Linked DNA regions of Gasterosteus aculeatus: region 1 is linked to region 2. The links are chromatin contacts, called in public Hi-C maps. All regions are on one chromosome and are shown on one strand. Each heading gives the region's core, a stretch centred on a gene start, on an enhancer-like site or on the middle of the called end of the contact. The rest is flanking DNA. Distances are from core to core; before and after follow the strand shown.

Region 1 (4,162 bases), core at 184-2,683, 48 kb after region 2:
TGTAAGCCAACTGTATGGGCTGGCTGCGTTGAGCGCCATACGGGGGGGGCCAAACGCGCGCCCCGAGCAGGCCGCGGTTGGGGGGGAGCGTGCAACTCAAAGGAGAAATGTTCTAAAGCGACCCTGCCAAAACCGCGCACGCGACGCGATACGGCCTAATGAAGATACGTCCCAACTGACGGGAGGGGAGGACGTGGGGAAAAGGCGCAGAGCGATTGGTGGAGTGCGTCGGCGGTGGTGTGCGGCTGAAGGAAATGAGAGGGGGGGGGGGGGTGACGCTGAGATGGCCTGACAGGGTCTGTTTCTGTTCATTGCGAGACTGATATGCAGAGTGACCGTGTTGTCTTCCCTTCCCTCCGCAAAGGTTATGCCATTGCCAGCAGTCCACATGACACGATGCATGAGCCACGGTCGCTGGAGCCAAAAGACGCAAAGTCGGGTCCTTCTTAAGGTGCGCAACAAAAACCTCGGCCCACCCGATCCACTCCGCATCCCACAGTCATTTTATGGGTCAATCAGAGTCGGAACCCAACACCCCCCATGCACCCTTTTTCTGTTTACGACCTATAGTGAGGGTACGGATGCATTTTCTTCAGAAATGACGTGCTTGGTAATCGGGTGTGTTGGGCTGTCAGCTCAGGGTGCATGATCTTGCCAGCATGACTCAAGTCTGCCCGTGAGCTGCTTCCTGTGCATCTACTCCAGTATGATCTATTTTAGATTGTTTTGCCCAAGGATGCGTATGCGTGTGTGCATCCTCGCAGCAGAGAGCCACACATATAAGATGGGGGGAGGGGGTTTAGATAATGTCCAAATAATCTACAGGCAATCAGGCAAATTCCCCAGACGTTGTGCACTCGGGTAGGCTGCAGAGGGGTTGTGCGGCAAATGTGGAATTATGCAAAAGAAAGAACGAGATCTCTGTCGGCCCCTCTGTACGCGGGCAGCATGCGGGGGCAACGCGGGAGGCAACTTGTGTGACGCCACACGGGGCCGTTTGGCCCCCATAGTAAAATCACAACCGCCCCCTCCCTCTCCCCTTTCCGTCGGTTCGCCCCTGTTACGCACACCGGGAGCATTACGGTGCTCGGCTCGGCGTGCGCCTTGACCGTGTGTGCGCGCAGCGGGGTGCGGAGGGCACCCTGGCGGGGTGCGACTCCGAGGGGACCGGTCCTCCGTCGCCGGCGCATGATGTCGTGCTCCTTGTGGCCTTCACACACTTGTAGTGGGGGGGGGGCAAGCCGAATTTGCCGTGACCCTGATGTGTCATCTCGATTCAGAGACTAGTTTCGGGTTGGTCTGATACCCGATCGTTCCGAGCGATCGTGTTTGTGGCACAAATAAAATAAAAACATGCGGGTCTCCTCTCTATAATCCCGCAGGAGCGGGCTCCGCTGGAAAGGCGCGCGGCATTGTGGTTGGTGAATGGCTGGGTCTAATCTCGCGGAGGCAGTGGCCTTATTGGAGGGGTTTTGGAGCAGATTGGAGCCTGAGGGGTGAGAGCGGCAACGACCAAACAGAAGGAAAAGAGAGGAAAAAAGAAAGATATTTCTGTTTTAGGTTACGATTTTTGCGTTTTGATGCTCAATAAATTCAAATGATCAAAGTGGAGGTATACTCGTTCACATTTAGCCTCACGGATGTATGCAACTTAATACATCTTCAAAGACATTTAAATAAATAAATATAACGATAGGGCTGGAGTCTCGTGGAGGGAACATCTGCAGTGCATTGTGCTCTCAGCATGACGCCAATGTCTTCATACGTGCAAAGTACATTTCCACATCACCGACACACATGGAGGGAATGTTGCATCCGCGTCAATCTTCCCAGAGGGATGACGCTCATGTCTTTTGTTTCATCTCCAGGGACAAGGAGAATTTAGGGTTGGAGCCTGTAAAAGTGGTGCGACACTGCCCTCTGCTGGTCTGGAAAGGGAACGAACGAACCTACAGCCTGGTCCCACGCATCATCAGTCATGTTGCCCCAGCTCCATTGCAACATTAATGCAGAAGATGAATGATTGCTTGCAAAGATCGGGTCCCTAAAAAAGGCACCGGTTTTTACAATATGCCATTTTTCCAGCTTCCTAATTGAAAAAACAACCCTACTGTAATCACAGATACCGCTTGTTAACATGCTGATAAACAGAGTTATTACTGCTGATTGGAGTCCTCCAATTAGTGGAATCACTTCATTGTGGACTCAAGTATCTGCAACACTGAAATCATAGCAGATGTCTTTACCAACATAGCAGTGCCACGGTAGCGATAAGTGGAAAGAAAAACAACAATCTTATTGTGGGTCTGCTAAAATTAATTTCACTGGCATCTAATTCCCTGCCATCGTGCCCATAGATTAGCTTTTTCATTCACATTCATTTAAAGGTTTGCTTGAACCAGGATTAATAAGATCTTTCAAAAAGTGAATAATTGATTACCGCAAGCTGGATGCATGCAAATAATATTACAGAGTAGCGTTTTTTATTTGCCATTATGACAAAAAAAAGACACACACAATGAAAGGCGTTTCATTTATTTGGAAGAAATTGAGTACAAAACAGTGGCATTGTCTTCCAGAGAAATAAGGACAAAAGTGAACACTTTTTCTCTACGTGAATGACACCTGAAGCAGGACCTTTCTGAAAAACAGTCCTTGAGATACAAGTAGCCTAAATATAGCAATTAAATAACGATAGACTAATACCTCAAACACATCACTGACGAATCTGCTTGTGTCAAACGAGCAGATTCCACGATAATCCCTAAAATCCACTAAAGTTCACACTAAACAAAACTAAAGAGACTCTTTAAACCGTTAGTACAGAAGTCTTTGACGCTGCACCGAGAACGTCTTTGATCAAAAGACACATGTGTTCCTGCACTTATACATCATCTGACAACTGTGGGAAAATACCAAAGTTTTAGAAAGATTAACAAAAATAAAATGGTTTGACGATAATGAGCATCCATGCTGCATACGAGCAAACTATTCTGAATAGAAACAAAGGATCTATCTTCATTCCGCGCGGCGCAATGATAGTCAGTAAAGGAGTCAAATCTAAAGACACAACGGTGCATGTAACAATTTAAAGACTGTAGGATATTAATACAAATGTAGGCTCTCGTGGACCGTTAGTCGACAGAAAAAAAAAATCTCAATATTCAATACCACATCTCAATCAGTGATGACACGTAGCCTCTACTTATTGTAGCGTGACCTGTCAGAAGGGCGAGAAATGAATTTGAGCAGGACTCAACTGCACAAACTTTGTAGCCCGCTAACCCTTTTCTCCGTAACCAGAAGGACCATTTAGGCAGCTCGCACCATGACATCACCTCGTTTAAAAAAAACACAGGACCAACGCACTAGTGCTCGCTGAACTCAACCTAAGTGACCGCCAAGTGTCAGACAATCGCAGTGGAATGTTGACGCCTATTCGTGAAATGAGGACACCCGTATTTCAGGTGAGTTTCAATGTTATTTGTGAGATCAACTGCTCCGTCATTGAAGCAGCAGAGAAACAAGCCGTTGTTCTCGTTACGGAAGAAATAAAATCAAGTTAGAATTCTGTTTTGCCAAAAGCCAACATGAAAACAATCGACGCGTTCCGAATAAATAAACCACCGCTAATCGACTGCTACCGAAGGTCAGACTGTATTCGGCCATGTAGAAAGCGAGAACGTCCAGGTCCGCAGACTAAGAAGCAATACGGCCCTTTAAACTGCATTCAGCCTTTCCAGAGGCTGTGATTTGTAGATGGTGCAAAGATATACACCTACATAGAGTAATGGAAACCAGATACAAAAAAATATATTGAGTACAACTGTACCAGCAGTGAGTATTTCTAAAATGTTACAGATAAAAAATAAATTCTGAGTAAATATATAGTATAGAATAAGGTTTGTAATAGAAACCAGCTATTTGAAACATGCTTTCTAGTTAGACACGTCTACTACGATTGATATTAGTGTACTAAGTAATCAGCCACAGTGAACATATAAAATAGGAAACTAAAAGAATTCAGTTAACAGTGGGCAAGTCCAGTTAGAATCTGAAAGAGGGAGGTTGAGGGGGGGGGGACATGTTTTACAAAAATGAACCTCCTACTACCTCAAACGCCAGAAAGGCAAAAGGAGCAAAAGAGACCTGGTTCCTTTTC
Region 2 (4,384 bases), core at 332-2,831:
TATCAGTTCTAAGATGTTGTGGAGTGAGGCACTGGTTCCTTCTGCAGACTTACATCTCAGAGAGAAGGAGATGGAGAAGCATGTGGTTTAGGTGGCGCAGTATATATTATTTACGCTTACTTCAAAAGTCATTATCGTATAGCTCTAACCTAAATAGCATACAAAAAGAAAAGTTATTTAGATATTTTGCTATCCTCGAAAATCAGAGTGAAGGCAGATGTGGGGGCGTCCTGTAACAAATTAAATGCATTTCTTGGCATTCCTGATTTTCACCACACGGGGGCGTTCTGGTTCTTTTAAGGGGGTAGAGGGGCTGTGAGCGCCCCCCCCCCCCCCCCCACCTCCCACCCCCCCCCCCCCTGCGAATGAGTCATAGCTGGTGCAGCAGCTTTCAAAGCAAAACCACTAGATGGTATCAATAGAGGACAGGATATTGTGTTTCCCGTCTACGCAGCGAGGAAAATCATGTTGGATGTAATAAAAAATAATAAAAGGATTGGTGGGATGTATCCGCGGAGAAATCTCTAGTAGTTATTTTATGTCGATTCACCGAGAAGATAGAATATGAATGTACGTATTGGTGTTAGACATCTTCTTTCTTCTGTGTTTGAACATCGATGAAACATCAATGGGGAGGAAGTTCTCCCTCCCGCCCGTCTCATCACCGGCGCCTGAACATCTGCCGGTAAAAAAAAGGCCCTGGAAGCAGAACGAGACGCTGCAAAACCATGCGGGGTGTTCTCCCTGTGGGTGAATCACCCTTAAATCACGTTTGGAGCACTTTATGTAACCAGACTCTACAGGTGGGAGTGGAGCAGTCACGTGACCGCCACTATCGCGCAGGGGGATGTCATTATGCATCAAAGCCCCCCCCCCCCTCACGAGCAACATCCACGAAGTCGATTTGGATCTCACCATCTCGAGAAACACAACGCAGCATAATGCGCTTCTTGCATTTGACAAACAAGGTCAAGCTTCCGCCTGAAATAACTCCTTCACGTGCAGTGAATCCGGTAAATCTAGATGAAAGATTCCAGAAGAGGGTGTTGTTGGCGAGAACACATTTCCTTCATCCGTTCACGGCTCGGTTCCTTATTGCATCTGTGGGCAGGTCCAATGTCTCTTTATGAATGAGTGTGTATGTGGAAGAGAGAGAGAGAGGCGGGGACGTGTTGTGGGACAGGCACTCGTCCACAGACACACCGTGTGAAAAGGTGTCCCCTTACACGGATGATGAATGAATGAACAGGCGTATAGCGTAATAGTGTATTGTGTGGGTCATGTGTAATGAACTACAACTGTACATGTATGCAGGTATACCGTTATGTAATCTGGCCATGGTAAAAAAAAAAAAAGTATGAATAAAATCACCGGAGCACTTCAGAGGGACTTGGTTTAACAACGCAATAATAACACATATCGTGTGTAATAATTAATAATTACACCTGATTTGATCAACGCTCTGAAATCCAATAAGCAGACTGTCACGCACATTGAAACCAGGGGAAATGATGCCAGATTACCATCGCGACATTTGAACGACCAATTAAAAATAAAAAGTTACGCGGGTCACGTGGTCGCATTGAAGCGAGCGGTTCCATTGAGAACCGCCCGCCGCCGAACTCCGCCGCGCGACAGTTCCGCTGTGGCTTTAAATCACAAGGAACAAACTCCGCCCCCCTCGAGCTGCTGCTCCGCTGTCAACTTGGAGAAAGAAGGAGTCCCGCGCGTCGGAATGGTGAGACGGGAGCGCGCGCCGAGGAGCCGCGCACGACGCGGAGCGGACTGGAAGTTGACGAAGAAGGTCCGCGGCTTTTGAACACTCGGGTCCGACCCCCCCCCCCCCCCCCCGCCCCCACCTCCTCCCGCTGTGGGTCCCGGTGGAAGGAGGTCTTCCGTTAAGCCCCACCGGGGGGGCCGCGCGGGCTCTCCGACCGATGGAAACAGAGCAGAGGGAGCAAGAAAAAAAAAGAAAAAGGGGGGAATCTCTTCGCTCCGGCAGAAGCGCCGGCGAGGCGACATCTGACGCGTCTTTTATTACTTAACGTGATATACGAAATGTAGTCCGGACATGTAGTAAGCGCGTGTGTGTGTGTGTTTTTTGTGTGCTTTTAACGCGTGCGTGTTAGCATGATATTGAGTCCGACATGTCTGACGTGACGCCGAGTAAAAGCGTGGAATGGCTGCAGCGGGAGTTGGAGTCCGGAGCCGCGTCTCTGCTGCTGCTGGACTGCCGCTCGCACGAACTCTACGAGTCGTCCCACGTAGAGACCGCCATCAACCTGGCCATACCGGGGCTGATGCTCCGCAGGTTCAAGAAGGGCAACATCCCGATCCGGACCATCATCCCCAACCACGAGGACAAGGAGAAGTTCGTGAGGCGCTGCAAGACGGACACGGTGCTGCTGTACGACGAGAGCACCGCGGGCTGCCAGGACGGCGGCGCCCCGGCGTCGGTTCTGGGTCTGCTGCTTCAGAAGCTGTGGGAGGACGGCTGTAAGGCGTTTTACCTGGAAGGTGACGTAGTGTTTGCTTCTTCTTTTTTTTTTTAAATCAACCCCCCGTTTTTAGGCGTGAAGGAAAAAAAAAAAAAAGGCGTGCGACGTCAAGTCGGCTGCTGTGGAGTTTAGAACGTCAGAAGTTAAGTGACGTCGCGCGAACTGTTCGCCCGTGCTCACTCGCGAACGGCGAGCTAGCTTAGCTTAGCATCTCCATGCGCGGTATTCGACGGCTCGCGAGTCAAGCCCGTTCTTTCTCTCTTTCTTTTTTTTTTAACGGGAAGACGTTGCGAACGTTAGAACAAGCACCGACATTTGAATCCCAACGGCGGCCGCGATTTATTTCCTTTTTCCTTTTTTTTTTTAATTTTTTTAAAATCTCGATTATTGATTTCTGATTATGGACGCGACGGACGTCACTTCAGCGCCCAGCGGTCGCCCGCGGATCGAAGGCTCTTCCGAAGTTTGTGTCCCGGAGATTCTCAATTAAAATTCCAAAATGGCCGCGCCATGTTTTGCTCCAGCAGGAGCGGGCACGCATTTCATGAATGGTTTCTTTTTAGGGGAGGGCGGGTGAGAGAGGGGGAGAGAAGGGGTTTGTGTGTGTGTGTGTGTGTGTGTGTGGGCTTGACAGCTCCGCTTCCCCAACCGCCTTTTTTGTTGTCCTGTGTAAACACAAATAGGAACAAGAACCCAGAAGTGTGTCAGTTTCATTTTTAAGCAACAACAAAGCCATGACGTCGCTGTGTCTTCTGTTACCTGGCGCTCAGGTGGATTCGTGAAGTTTCACACCGAGTACCCGGAGCACTGCGAGACCCTCCTGGACAGCTCGTGCCCCAGCTCCTCCCCGCCGCTCTCCGTCCTGGGCTTCGGGAACCTCCGGATCAGCTCGGACTGCTCGGACGGGGAGTCCGACCGGGAGCCCAGCAGCGCCACGGAGTCCGAGGAGAGCCCCGTCCCCGGCAACCAGCCGGCCTTCCCCGTCCAGATCCTGCCCTACCTTTACCTGGGCTGCGCCAAAGACTCCACCAACCTGGACGTGCTGTGCCAGTACAACATCCAGTACATCCTGAACGTCACGCCCAACCTGCCCAACGCGTTCGAGCACGACGGCCACTTCCGGTACAAAAAGATCCCCATTTCGGACCACTGGAGCCAGAACCTGTCCCAGTTCTTCCCCGAGGCCATATCATTTATAGGTGAGTGGCTCAATAACCGCTGAACTTAAAGCAGACGCTTGTGTGTGTTTAGATGTTGTTGTTGGTTTGTGTAAATGAGGTCACTGCTTTCTAATTGCGTTTAACAACAAGGCCGAGCCTCTGAATCATTTAGTGGTAATGATTGTCTCCGTACGCTGGTTTTGTGAATGGATTCGTGGGGGAGTTTTTTTCCATTATTGTCGAATGGCGGTTCCCTTCCTCGCCGCCATCAGCTGTCGCGCGGCGATATCGCAGAGCAACGACACTTTAATCTTGAAACTCTTCCTGCGCTGCTGCCCGCCGGGTCCGTGAGGTTCCTGAACGGTTTCTCTTTTGGACAAGGAAGGGAATGTTGTCTCTTCTCTCTGTGTTGGTGTTTGGTGCCAGTTCACAAGTTGACTTGTGAGTGATTTTACCGCTGCGCTCCGGCTGCAGGAGGCCCCTCCAGGCATCGTGCGTAATAATAAAAGAGTTCCCTTGGTCTTGCAGATGAAGCTCGGTCCAAGCACTGCGGCATCCTGGTCCACTGCCTGGCCGGCATCAGCCGCTCGGTCACGGTCACCGTGGCCTACCTGATGCAGAGGCTCAACCTCTCGCTCAACGACGCCTACGACTTCGTCAAGCGGAAGAAGTCCAACATTTCCCCCAACTTCAACTTCATGGGTCAGCTGCTGGACTTTGAGAGGA

Evidence for each region. A called contact is a pair of places that touch in the nucleus more often than the background predicts.
Region 1: a Hi-C map of skeletal muscle shows a contact between it and region 2, with 3 times the contacts expected there. The contact joins the enhancer-like site here to the promoter of LOC120828873 in region 2. A contact is called at or near these places in 4 of 6 Hi-C or Micro-C datasets (skeletal muscle, tail fin and whole body).

Annotation. Positions count from the first base shown.
Region 1 is chr2:3,969,393-3,973,554 of fGasAcu3.hap1.1, forward strand. It overlaps LOC120828875 (transcription cofactor vestigial-like protein 4), which reads right to left. Exons shown (of 6, transcript XM_040192536.2): 6 at 2,520-4,162. Among protein-coding and RNA genes, the nearest start is that of LOC120828875, 6.0 kb to the right of the region's middle. Within about 2 kb of position 1,434, at least 2 of the 9 cell types and tissues checked have open chromatin away from gene starts, as enhancers often do.
Region 2 is chr2:3,921,738-3,926,121 of fGasAcu3.hap1.1, forward strand. It overlaps LOC120828873 (dual specificity protein phosphatase 7), which reads left to right and starts at 1,582. Exons shown (of 3, transcript XM_040192533.2): 1 at 1,582-2,517; 2 at 3,269-3,697; 3 at 4,187-4,384. The coding sequence starts at 2,148.